Linked DNA regions of Mus musculus: region 2 is linked to region 1. A link is a contact called in public HiChIP or PLAC-seq data. All regions are on one chromosome and are shown on one strand. The core of a region is the stretch at or near the end of the contact, and the rest is flanking DNA. Distances in the headings are between cores, read along the strand shown. Region 1 overlaps Tecpr2 (tectonin beta-propeller repeat containing 2). Region 2 overlaps Exoc3l4 (exocyst complex component 3-like 4).

Evidence for each region. HiChIP or PLAC-seq counts read pairs in DNA pulled down with a chosen protein or histone mark.
Region 2: a FOXA1 HiChIP or PLAC-seq map of pancreatic cancer cells shows a contact between it and region 1. The contact joins two enhancer-like sites. A contact is called at or near these places in 2 of 39 promoter capture datasets (cranial neural crest and liver), 2 of 484 Hi-C or Micro-C datasets (cardiomyocytes and erythroblasts) and 2 of 115 datasets of contacts at active chromatin or transcription factors (astrocytes and pancreatic cancer cells).

The regions. Positions count from the first base shown.
Region 1 is chr12:110,951,477-110,957,205 of GRCm38.p6, forward strand. Tecpr2 (tectonin beta-propeller repeat containing 2) reads left to right here. Exons shown (of 20, transcript NM_001289510.1): 17 at 3,198-3,346. Among named protein-coding and RNA genes, the nearest start is that of Ankrd9, 25 kb to the right of the region's middle. Within about 2 kb of position 1,720, at least 66 of the 459 cell types and tissues checked have an H3K27ac peak or open chromatin away from gene starts, as enhancers often do. A contact at or near this core is called in pancreatic cancer cells, where this site is marked.
Region 2 is chr12:111,427,491-111,433,421 of GRCm38.p6, forward strand. It overlaps Exoc3l4 (exocyst complex component 3-like 4), which reads left to right. Exons shown (of 14, transcript NM_001289487.1): 10 at 430-544; 11 at 968-1,087; 12 at 1,167-1,319; 13 at 1,925-2,046; 14 at 3,179-4,190. The coding sequence ends at 3,362. Among named protein-coding and RNA genes, the nearest start is that of Tnfaip2, 12 kb to the right of the region's middle. Within about 2 kb of position 3,086, at least 206 of the 459 cell types and tissues checked have an H3K27ac peak or open chromatin away from gene starts, as enhancers often do. A contact at or near this core is called in pancreatic cancer cells, where this site is marked.

The DNA of each region.
Region 1 (5,729 bases), core at 470-2,969:
GGCGGCCTCCAGTATCCTCCACTGTAGCAAAAAGGTCTGCTAGGATCCAATAGGGCCATACTGTTGATGCCAGCTCCCATCAGCAGATCCACAGACTGATCAAACATAGGCCGATCATCCTCGGGCCTGTGACTTCATTCCATGGCTCGATGCTACAAAAACACCATGGTTTACTGGTTAGGTAGGCGTCTGGGCGTAGGTATGTGAAGGAGTGCAGTCAGTGCTCCAGTGTCCAGGATCTACTGGCTAAAGAGGATGTGGACAGTGCTCTGGCTGCTCAGGAGATACTGCTGTGAATCTGTGAAAGTTGGTTGCCACATGTATCCCAGCCCATACCTCAAAACAGGTTCCAAATTAGACCCACAGCTGAAGCTAGACAAAGCCTGCAAGAAGCTCTTGGCCATACTCAGACAGTGCAGCACATATGAGGAGTGCCTTAAGGCTAGGAAGGAGATCAAGGCTGTCTGTCTAAGAGCAGAGGTCACATTGTGATCCCAGCACTTGAGTCCAAGGCCATCTCTTGTACTTAGTAAATTGGAGGCCAGCTTTGTTTATACAAGACCCTGTCTCAAAATAAAGGGAATGGCTTTGTTTAGGGGAAAAATAAGAAAAAAGACACTTCCTTTCCATAAATAGCTATAGTAGTTATACAGATAAGTCAGTAGAATAAAACAAGCTTTTCTCCATCTTACATATCTGGTGGGGAAGCTGACTAAGTGCCTAGTAGTGCATGAGTCCTATGTTCAGTTCCCAGCATGGCACAGATGGGAGCACTAAGGATGCAAGCAGGGACATTAGAAGTTCAGAGTCAGGGAGGGAGAGCTGGCTTAGTGGTTAGGTTAGGAGCACTGGCTGCTCTTCCAGAGGTTCTGAGTTCAATTCCCAGCAACCACATGGTGGCTCACAACCATCTGTAATTGGATCTAAAGCCCTCTTCTGGTGTGTCTGAAGACAGCTACATAAGATAAATAAACAAACAAACAAACAGCAACAAACACTGGGCTGTGGTGGCACAGAGGCAGATGGATCTCTGTGAGTTCCAGGCTAGCCTAGAGAGTAAGTTCCTGAACAGCCAAGGCTACATAGAGAAACGCTGTCTCGAAAAACCAAGAAAAGACAAACAAACAAGAACCTGTGTGTCATAAGTGTATAGGCATGTGTGCATGTATGTATGTATGTGTATATGTATGTATGTGTGTATGTATGTATATATGTAGGCATATAAAATGGTACAACTTGAAACTGACTTTCTCTTTAAAAGTGATCCTGCCGATCCTGATGGCCTGATTCCATCTCCGGAACCATGTGGTAAAAGGAAAGAGTCAACTCTTACAAGTTGTCCTCTGACTTACACACGTGACTGTAGGGGCTGGGTTCAGTGTCTCAGGCCCAACCTCAGCTTCTAGCATCTTTGTCAGGCGTCTCATTAACACTTTTAACTCCAGCTCCAGGAATCTGCTTTTTCTAGCTTCTGCCAGCACTTATACTCACACAACCTCTCCCTCTCTCTCAAATAAAATGAAAATAAGTAAATTTGAGAATAAAATTTAAAGTGAGACATAAAACTTATGTTCTGACAATTCTAATATATTTTTATTATTATTATTCTAGGGGAAAAATAGGGACTGGTGAGATGGCTCAGTGGCCAAAAGCACTGGCTGCATTTCCAGAGGACCTGGGTTCAGCTTCAAACACCCACATGGTGACTCACAACCATCTGTCACTCTAGTTACAAGGCATCCGCTTCCCTCTGCCCTCTTCAGACACTGCACACACATGATGTGCTTATATACATGCAGGCAAAACACTCATACTTAAAATAAAAATTAAAACATCTTTGAAATAAAAATAATACATGTTTCTGCTCCCCTCGTCCTCCCTTTGAGACATGGTCTCATTATGAAGTCCAGGGTAGCTTTAAAAATCATCTTATTCCTTCAGCCTTTCAAGGACTGGGGTTTCAGATGTGCACTGGACGGCCTGGCTTGCCACACACAAACAAAAATGGCTATAACAGTTTTTCTCTAATTGTAAAACATGGAAGTGATCCACACATCCATCAGTAGGTAAATACAGAAACTATCTGGGGCATTTGTGAGCAATGGAATGATACTTAGCCACAAAGGGAGTGACTCCCGCTTCATGCTGACTCATGCGGGCCTTGATCCTGCCCTTGTGAACTAAGGTCTGGCATAGATGTCAGGACAGCCTGGGATGCATGAGGCCAGGGCCTCTAGTAGAGGCCATGGCAGGCAGGGACCAGAGGGAATTCCTAGAGAGACAAAATGTTCTATATCTTGATAAGGTGTGGGTTGCTCTTGTAGTTTGTCAAATCTGGACTTGAACCTGAACATCTACCTGTACATTTGTTGTTTATAAAGGCTTAGAGGTCAGAGGTAGCTGGCCTGGGTTCAAGCCTGCTACCCCTCTTTGCTTCCTGGGTTGCCCACCACCCCTCCATTCTCCAGTGAGAACCATTACTGATGCTGTAAGGTCTGAGGTGAAGCAGTGAGAGGAGGCCTGGCTGGAGCCTGGCTGACAGGAGATGTTCGGTAACTTGACTGTTGCATTTTTTTAGTTGCTAGAAAATTATCAAATATAATCTCTTCTTTTTTTTTTTTTTTTTTTACCTTGAGGTGCTTTATCAGGTGCTCTGGGCTAGGCCACACCCTTCCGGCCCAGCCTCTTTTTTTTTTTTTTTTTTTTTTTTTTTTTTTTGACTCCCTCCATTCCCTCCCCCTTGGCAGCAGCTAGTTTAAATAGCTCAAAGGCAGATTCCTTAGATTTACTCTTCATTCTAGTAAGTATGAGCCCCATTCCACAGGGAGAGCTAACTAGCAGTGGGCACTTGTTGGATGAAGTTAGTTAGTGGAGAGCTGACTAGCAGTGGGCACTTGTTGGATGAAGTTAGTTAGTGGAGAGTTTACTAGCAGTGGGCACTTGTTGGATGAAGCTAGTGGCGGATGCCCTGGCTTGGTGGCATCATAGCTACTTAGCCAGCAGCCTTCACAGGATGCTCTGAGGCACCTGGCAGAGAAGCCAGTGTTCCTACTGGTGTGGAAGGACAACCAGATGACACACACCGGCCTTCAGCTGGAGACGTACCTCCTGTCTTTCTTTGAAGTAGAGTTTATACACTAACTGAAAGATCTGTCATTTGTCAAACTAATTACAGTGTGTGTTTCCTATCTCTGCAGGAACTGTGAGACTGACCAGCTTGGCATGTGGAAATCAGCATATCTGGGCCTGTGACTCCAGGGGTGGGGTTTACTTCCGTGTTGGAACCCAGCCTCTGAATCCCAGCCTGATGCTTCCAGCCTGGATCATGATTGAGCCACCTGTCCAGGTAAGCAAAGCCAACCTGAAAGAACCTGCCTGGTAGTAAGAGGACAATTTAGGACAACTCCCAGGGGTACATGGAGAGCTGTGCCCTGTGAGTGCTCAGTTGCTTGGCACTCAAAGCTTGGATTTTGGTATTTGGGAAGCTTAGAGCTGAACAGGTTATTTGAGATTATCTGAGCAACACAAGCTTTTTCCCTCTTAAAATAAAAACATTTTTGACTTGTCACCAAATGAACATTATTTTTTAAAAAAATGTTAAACACTTCAAAAATACAAAGAAGAAAGTAAAATTTGCATAAAGTGTTGCCATGGTGATATCTGTTATTAGTCGGTTTGCTGTTTCCCCTGGCAACACTGGATATTGAACCTCAGGTCTCACAAATGCCAAGCAAGCACTCAACTACTGAGCTAGGTCACTGCCCTGGGTCTAGTGTTCTGTGAGTGCCTTTCCTAGACTTAAGAATTTTGTTTCCAGGGTTAATGAAGCGTTTGTCTATTTTGTGTAGGGATTCAGTTCCAGCACTGCCCATCCTAAAATCTACTTCCTGGCTTTCAGTCTATAGGGTCTTCTGACATGTTTCGGGGATATTTGTTTGTTTTGGGTTTTTTTGTTTTGTTTTTGCTAGTTGCTCTAGAAGACCGAAATAAATAGGCTTGGTTCATGTACTAAGTATATTTCTCTTAAACCTTATGTGAGGAGAGAACGCAGTGGTTAAGACCACTGGCTGCTCTGCTAGAGGACCAGGGCTCAATTCCCAGCATCCTCATGGTGACTCATTAGCCATCCTTAACTCCAGTTTAATGGGATCCGATCTCCTCTTCTGGCCTCCTTGGGCAGCAGGCACACATGTAGCTTATAGAAATGCATCCAGAAATACATACACATATAAAACACATAATTAAAAAAACAAAAACAAAAACCTTAGGCTAGGTGATGGTGACCCATGCCTTTAATCTCAACACTTGGGAGACAGGTGGCAGATCTCTGTGAGTTCAAGGCCAGCCTGGTCTACAGAGTGAGTTCCAGGACAGCCAGGGCTACACGGAGAAACCCTGTCTGGAAAAACAACAACAAAAAACAAACAAACAAAAACTTGTGGGAGGCCATGACACCTCTAGGGTTATTTGCTCAGGCTCTGCTCATCTGTGTTCTGTAGCTCTGTTGGGAAAGATGTAAAGTTATCTTGTTTAGAGAGAACGGGGCAGGAAGACATCCTTATGGAGGCGGGAAAGAATCTAGAGTAATTTAAACAGAATGAATCCTAACGCTGCCCTGCACTTCCTCTGCATGTAGTAGCTTACCGAGCACAGGACGGCCATGTCAGGAGTTCCTGACAGGAACTCTCAGCACTTGCACGTGCTTGGCCTGGATGCTGGCTGTCAGCTGTACTGTTGAAGTCCCTGGCACCTGCCTGTGGGTGGCCTCCTCCACTCACTGTCAACACAGCCCTTCTCGTCTTTCTTTTACTGATGACTTTATATTATTTAAGAGTATTCAGCCAGGCCTGATAGTACAGCCTTGTAACCTTCGCTGCTTAGGAGGCTGAGGCAGGAGGATCTCAAATTCAAGGATTGCCTTGGTACAGAGTGAGACCAGGGTCACTGTGGGCAACTTGAGAGTAAGATCCAGTCTCCCTAGGTGTGCTAATGTTGGCACTTGGGGAAGTAGAAATAAAAGGAGTTGACAGTCATCCTCGGCTAATATGTAGTGAGTTCAAGGCCAGCCTGGGATAAGTGGGGCCTTGTATCAAGAAACCAAAAAGAAAAAAGAAATGGTTGGTGTGCTAGTGCACGCTTTACTCCCAGCCTTCATGAGGCAGAGGCAGGCGGACCACCAGTGACCAGGCTACCCTAGTCTACATGTCTGGAAGACAACCAGGCCTACATAAACCTGCCTACATAGCATAAAACTTACCTTCTCTAGTGTACTCTATGTGATACTGCAGGTTGTTTTTAGTGTGTTCACAAAGTTGTGCCTCACCACTATGCGATCCTGGAACACTTTCATCATCTCAAGAGCAGATCCTACCAATTAGACTCCTTTGCCCTCAGAAACCTCAAACCCAAAAGCCTATGGCTGCCCTGATCACTTCCTACTTTCTTTGTCTATACATTGCCTATCAATGGAATCCTCCCAAGGATCTGCCATCATCAGACTTCGTCCTTTGGGTGTTATATGCTCAGAGTTCGTCAGTGTCTTAGCACACCTCAGTTCTTGGGCTTTTATGACATAATAACTCCATCAGTGGAGACCACCGTTCAGTCATGCCTCAGCTGATGGATATTTGGCTTGCTTCTGCTTTCTAGCTGCTGTGAAGGCTCCCATCCACATTTGCCTACAAATCTTAGGGAGACGCTTCCTTCCGTTCTGCAGGGTGATCCTGCAG
Region 2 (5,931 bases), core at 1,836-4,335, 480 kb after region 1:
AAGCAGCCACCCTGTCACCCTGCTGCCAGAGTTAATGATTGGTTCTCAGGGCTTTGATGTTGTCCTTTTATTCAGTTCTGCCCCTGGGTGTTACTTTGCACAACTCCAGGGACATTACAAGCTAACTCAGGGATTCTCAACCTGTGGGTCCCGACCCCTTCCACAAAGGTATCAGATATCCTGCGTATCAGGTATTTGCATCGTGCTTCATTACAATTATGAAGAAGCAACTAAAATGATGTTATGGTTGGGGGGGTCACCACAACACAAGGAACTGCGTTGGGAAGAATAAGAACCGCTGAAAAATGAACGAACGGGAGGCAGACCAGTGCCTTGCCCAGCCTGCAGGGGTGTGCCCCGGGGGAGGGGTCTTGCTCCTCTGCCTGTTTTTCTGTTTCCAGCTCACTCCGTGTCTTGGCTCCTCCCCAGAACCAGTCTTCTGGCCAGGTTCCCAGGAACCATAAAGGAACTGGAGAAACCCCTAGTGGCTGCCACCAATAGCTTCCAGAAACATTTGCTCCAGATTGTACAGCAAGACATGCAGGTGAACTGGACACTTCTGTGCGCCCCCCTCCCTGCCCCCCGCAACCCCGGTACCCATCTGTGCTCTAAAGTCCAGGCCTAGGTCACACCATTCTTTTGCCCTCTGTGAGTTCTCCCAGAGCAAGGGTGGGTGGGAAGCACTCACCAACCCACTGCTGCTCCTTCTGTTCAGTGGGGTGGTGGGCCAAGAAATAAGGCCTTAAAGCTCCTTGACCAGACAGACACTCAAGGTGCACCCAGCACACACCCTAAGCAGGGCCTGACAAGACTCTTAGACTTTTCCATACCCATTGGAGGAAGCATTATGGGAAGGACCTAGTGATAAAACCTGTGCCTAGAAAAGAGGGCTGCACCAGGGAGCCCAGCACGGAAGGGGGTTAGAAACGGTGAACAGAGCTCACTTCCCATGCCCTTCTGTCCCCAGCCTCTATTTAAGGTGCTATATACCAAGAGCTGGCTCACACAGGACACACTTCGTCCCCTCATGGACAAAGTGGTGGACTTTGCACATCATCTTGAGCATGTGACCCCACCACTGGCACAGGTACCAGGAAGTGGGTGGCTGGCATGGGTGTGCAGAGCCCATGGCTTTGATCCTGACCACTACCATCTCCCTCTCCCAGGAGACACTGCAGGAGGTGCACCGTTTTGTGGTCCGCGAATACCTGGGGCAGGTGCTGAGGCCCCACGAGAGGTTCAGTGGCCAGGATCGACTGAAGGGCTCTAATAAGATGAACCTGGATGCCCAGGCCATTAGCAACACCTTCCAGGGCTTGGTAGGAGCAGCGTCTGACTGTCAATCGGGCTCAGTCTCTGGCCAGCAAACCCAGCCAGGAACCCCCTATTCTGTTGTTTTCATCCTGTAAAGAGCCCTCACGGCGGGTGAAGCAGGAGAAAAGAGCTTCCACTAGGCGGTTCTTCAGACTCCACAGGGAAAATGGCAGTGGGGCTAGACTCTAAAGGGGCGGGCACAGGAGGGGGTTTCACTTTACATTGTATTTGCATACATTTGTGGGTGAAGGCAAAGAAGGAATGAAGGTTATGATGGGCAAGGTCTGTGGGAGATCTTTCCCCTCTCGGGAGCACTTTGAGCCCAAACCCCTTATCTGGGCTGCTGGCCTCCTACTGGTGACAGGTTCCAATCAGCACTTTCCTGGTCAGGGCTCGGATTTCCCGTCTGTGCAGACAGGAAGAAAACTCTCCAGAGTCACCGCAGATGTGGTCTGTGGAATCTTATTCCCTGACTCCGTGGAATCTTCTTATGGGCAAGCCACCCGCGGCAGACACACGGGAAGGGTGTTTCTGGGCACTACAGGAGAGGTTTGTAGGCAGAGACTCCTTGGGGGAGATGAACCACGCACATATCTCCCTGTTTCCTTAGGGCTCTGAAGCCAAGTGGCTGGACCAAGCCATCCTGTCTGTGGCTGAGATCCTGGGCGAGACATACAAAGACGACATCCGGCGGCACCTGGAAACACTTATACGGAGCTACCCGGACATCAGGTTAGCAGATCCTCCTTCCCTCCTAGAGTCAGGGGTCACTGGAACCTGGCACTCGCGCCTTTAGCAAAGTGAGTGCAGGCGTGGAACGGAGGGAAGAGCGAGCTTGTCAGGGCCGAGAGAACTGTGGCTTAGTCGGGAAGCGAACCGCGACGGACCCGTGTGCGCATGCCCGCGAGGAAGGCGCACAGGGACCGCAGGCAAGAGGACCATCCCCTCCCTCGTGTTCTCCACCATCTGTGGACGGCGTGGCTCCACTCTCGGGCTCAAACCCTCTCTGGAAGCTCTCTGAGGCCTCGGCAGCCATGAGGAGGCTCGTGTGGGGCAGTGAATCATCAGAGCCCTTGGAAATCCCGGCTTGGCTCTCTCCAGTGCTCTCGGAGATTCCGGGATGGAAAGATCACTGAAAGCCCCTGGTCCAGCCCCTTCTCTGGCTCCTTGCTGCTCGCAGCTTGTTTGTTCTGGTAGATTTTGAATACGGACAACAACGACCCGACCCCGTTAGTTCCTTCTAAGTTTTCAGTTTCCCTACCGCTCCTCGGGGGTTCCCCAACTGGTGTTTGGCCCTTCCTCCCTGGCTCCAAAAGTGGTCTTGGATGGCTGCGGGGAAGCAGTGGGGACGCAGTGACTCAGGGTGCCCCTTTGTACCTATTCCACCCACGTCCACCCCTCCACCACTTCACCTGTCACCCTACACCCCCACCACGCTCTGTCTTGCACACTGTGAGGACATTCCCCAACCTGCCGCCTGGCCTGGCCTGGCCTGGCCTCTACCTCCCTAGCATTCTGCCAGTTTCTGGAGCCTTCCCTAGATCAGAGTTCTTGCGTTGCCTCTGCACAGAGCTTCTTTCCGCTGTGCGCATGCCCCCTCCCCTGTCTCATGTCTGTGTGTTCTAGGTCCAGTTACTGTGCACCTCCAGGCCCACACTCCCGCCTCCTTGCCTCCTTTTAGAGCCCCATCCCCTCGCAGCCTGGGATAGTCCCAGCCTTTCAGCCTCCCTAATCCAGCTCCAGGAATGCTGAATCATACTTCCTCCCAAGCCTGGGTTCCTGCCCTCCCGGGGGTGGGGGCGGGGCAAGAGCTGAAGGGTACCAGGGGGCACCGCTCTGCAGTGGGGAACCTATGTCTCTACAGGCGAGACCACATTCTGGCCATTCTGGCACTACGCAGACTCGGCCGCCGCCGGAACCAGAATCTCTTGCAACACACCCAAGACTTGCTGAGGGCTGCCCACGAGACCAGGCTCCCCTCACACCACGTGCTCTTCGAGGAGATCGAAGTGCCCACCTCTGTGGACGTGCTAATCACCTGCATCTAGGGCTGAAGGGCGAGCAGGAGCCTCGTTGGCCGAGGATCTGTCACCCTCTCCATGACTGACCCCAAGTTGGGAGCCCAGTGAGTCACTCTGGCCCTACCCCCAGCACTGAAGCCTGGGGACATGGAATTTTTGGTCTCAGCTGCCTGGCTGCTCAGCCAGAGGAGCCAGGAGATGAGGCATTCCGGGCATTTGTGGGGGAGTCTTTTGGGGCTGCGGAGTCTCCTTTCAGGACTTCAGGCCAGGGAAGGCTTCCCTTTCTAACTGCTCAGCACATCCACACTGTAGTGCGAAGCTGAGGATTCTAAAAATAAATGTGAATTAAAATAGTGTACAAGGTTGGGCAAGCTAAGCTGGTTGGGAGAGGTGATGCTGGATTGAATGTATGGGAGGACCGAGCCAGTCCTGAGCTGGAAAAGCCCCTGCCTGCCTCAGCAGATCAAAACAGGAGCCTTGGCTCTCCCTTCAAAGGTTGTGCTCCCAGCACCCACAGGGCGATAAACAACCGTCCTCAACTCCAGTTCCAGAGGACCAAACGCCCTCTCTGGCCTCTGTGAGTGTGAGCTTGTGCTGAACACAGACATGCAGGCAGGCAAGACACGTGTGCATAAAGGAAAACTAAATACATTTTAAAAGCAACAACAAAGCAAAGGCAGACCCCACACCCTGGGTCCCTAGCCTCAGACACCACGTTGGTCTTGCCCAGAAGGGGTAGACAGCCCTCAGCCTCTTGCTAGGCACCTGAGCCCTCGTGAGCACCGGTTCTGCAGCTTGCAGTATTCTAGTTTCATGTAGGAGGGACTCTCAAGCAATAAAATTTGCCAGGTCACTGTGTGGTGGTGGTGTACAGGTGGAAAGGTAACCATGCCTCGGGTACATTTCCAGGAGACAGTGCACCTGCTTCCCTAGACAACTTGAAATTTGTCTATAGCCTGTAGGCAAAGGCTGGAGACCTGTTTTCATTGTTGGCTCCAATTCCCAGGGAATATGTGAGCCAAACCAGGATTTACAGAGTTGATGGCACGGGGCTGTGATGGCTTTCTTACTCTACTGTTCCCCAGCAGACTGCCACTGTAGCTTTGGGCTTGACCCTGACACTAGCTTATGTGGGGATAAGTAATTGCATGTGGTCTGGGGTCCCAAAAGCCCTGTGAAGTTTCCCTCCTCAAGTGTATAAGACCAGGGTTCTAAAATGCTGCAGTGTGAGGGAGGTGGGCAAAGCATCTCTCCCTGCTCTCCCAGGCCCCTCCCTCCCCTGTGTTGGGGGAGGGGGTTGGTGGACAAAGCCATGTCTGAGTCTGCTGGGAGCCCAGGGATAGATTCCCCGGGAATTCTTACTTCCTTCTAGGAGCAGGGGTCAGGGGTGGATGCCTGACACCACTGTGTGTATCAGGGCTGGATGCCAGCAGCAGGTCCAGACCTGGGGAGGACTAGAAGGGGAAGCAGGGAGGGGAGGGAGGGCAGGAATGAGGAAGTGCATTGCTAAGTTTCCCAGGCTCCAAAGCCAGAGGTGAAGGCCAGGAACTCGTTCCTGTTGATGACTGATGAAGCAGTTTTTCCTGCTGGCAGGGAAACGAGGCCTATAGAGAGCAAGTGGCCTGGAAACCTCATAACCTGGAGTTCAGGTGTGAGAGGCTCCGCAATCATAGAGAGGGGGGTGATATTTCACAGGCCAGGCATCCCAACTGGGCCCTACAGGTGCCCTTCAGTAGCCATCGGAGTCCTGGCAGTGCAAACAGGTCCTGAGAGGCAATAGAAAGCCTGATCCTAGCCAGGTTCTACCCAGAGAGTCACCCTACATGTGAGTGTCACCCCTTACCAGGACAGCAAGGTCCCATCCTGGCTGTGCAGTGCCACCTGAGCCTCAGGGCTTCCTCACCAAACTGAAGAGAAAAGGGAGTTTAATCCCAGCTCTGCAATTGTCTAGATGAATCTCTAGGCAAGCCTCACTAGTTCCAGCTGTGAAATGGGCATGCCGTCAGTGCCTTCCAGTCAGAGGAGCTAGCATAGAGCTGGCTGAGGAGGGTGGGACAGGAGGTAGCCATAAAAGCCAGATTCCTGACCTCCCTATGATGCTCTAACCCAGCCAGGCCATAATCGGCAAAACAATGGTGAAAGTTGATCCTGAGTGCAGCCATGAGGCCAGGAGCCAGGGAGAATGGAATAGGACCTTGAGGGTTCAGGAGAGGGTAAGGTGGGTGGGTATTGCTGGTTTGAAGAGATTAAGAGGATGTGCCCAAGGCTGAACAGCCTCACGCTGCAAGGAGAAAGACTTGGGCCCAGTTCTCAGAGCCTTGGGCCGTCTTCCTGAGGATCTCTAGACCTGGAAACAGGAAGTCTGGGTTTCCTGGCCAGAAGTGCACATTTAGAACACTGGTACCTACTGTAAGGAGGGGCAGCCTGTGCTCCTTTGTGTGTGTTGCTGAGCCCTGCCAGTGACGGGGGGGGGGGGGGGGGGGGGAGCTGGGCCCACCTTCCCAAGGCTCTGTCACAGGGAGCCAGAGGCCAAGGGGACAGTCAGAAAGACTGGCTGGGGACCCGAGGGCAGGCTTGAGTGAAGGACTCTGGCTGC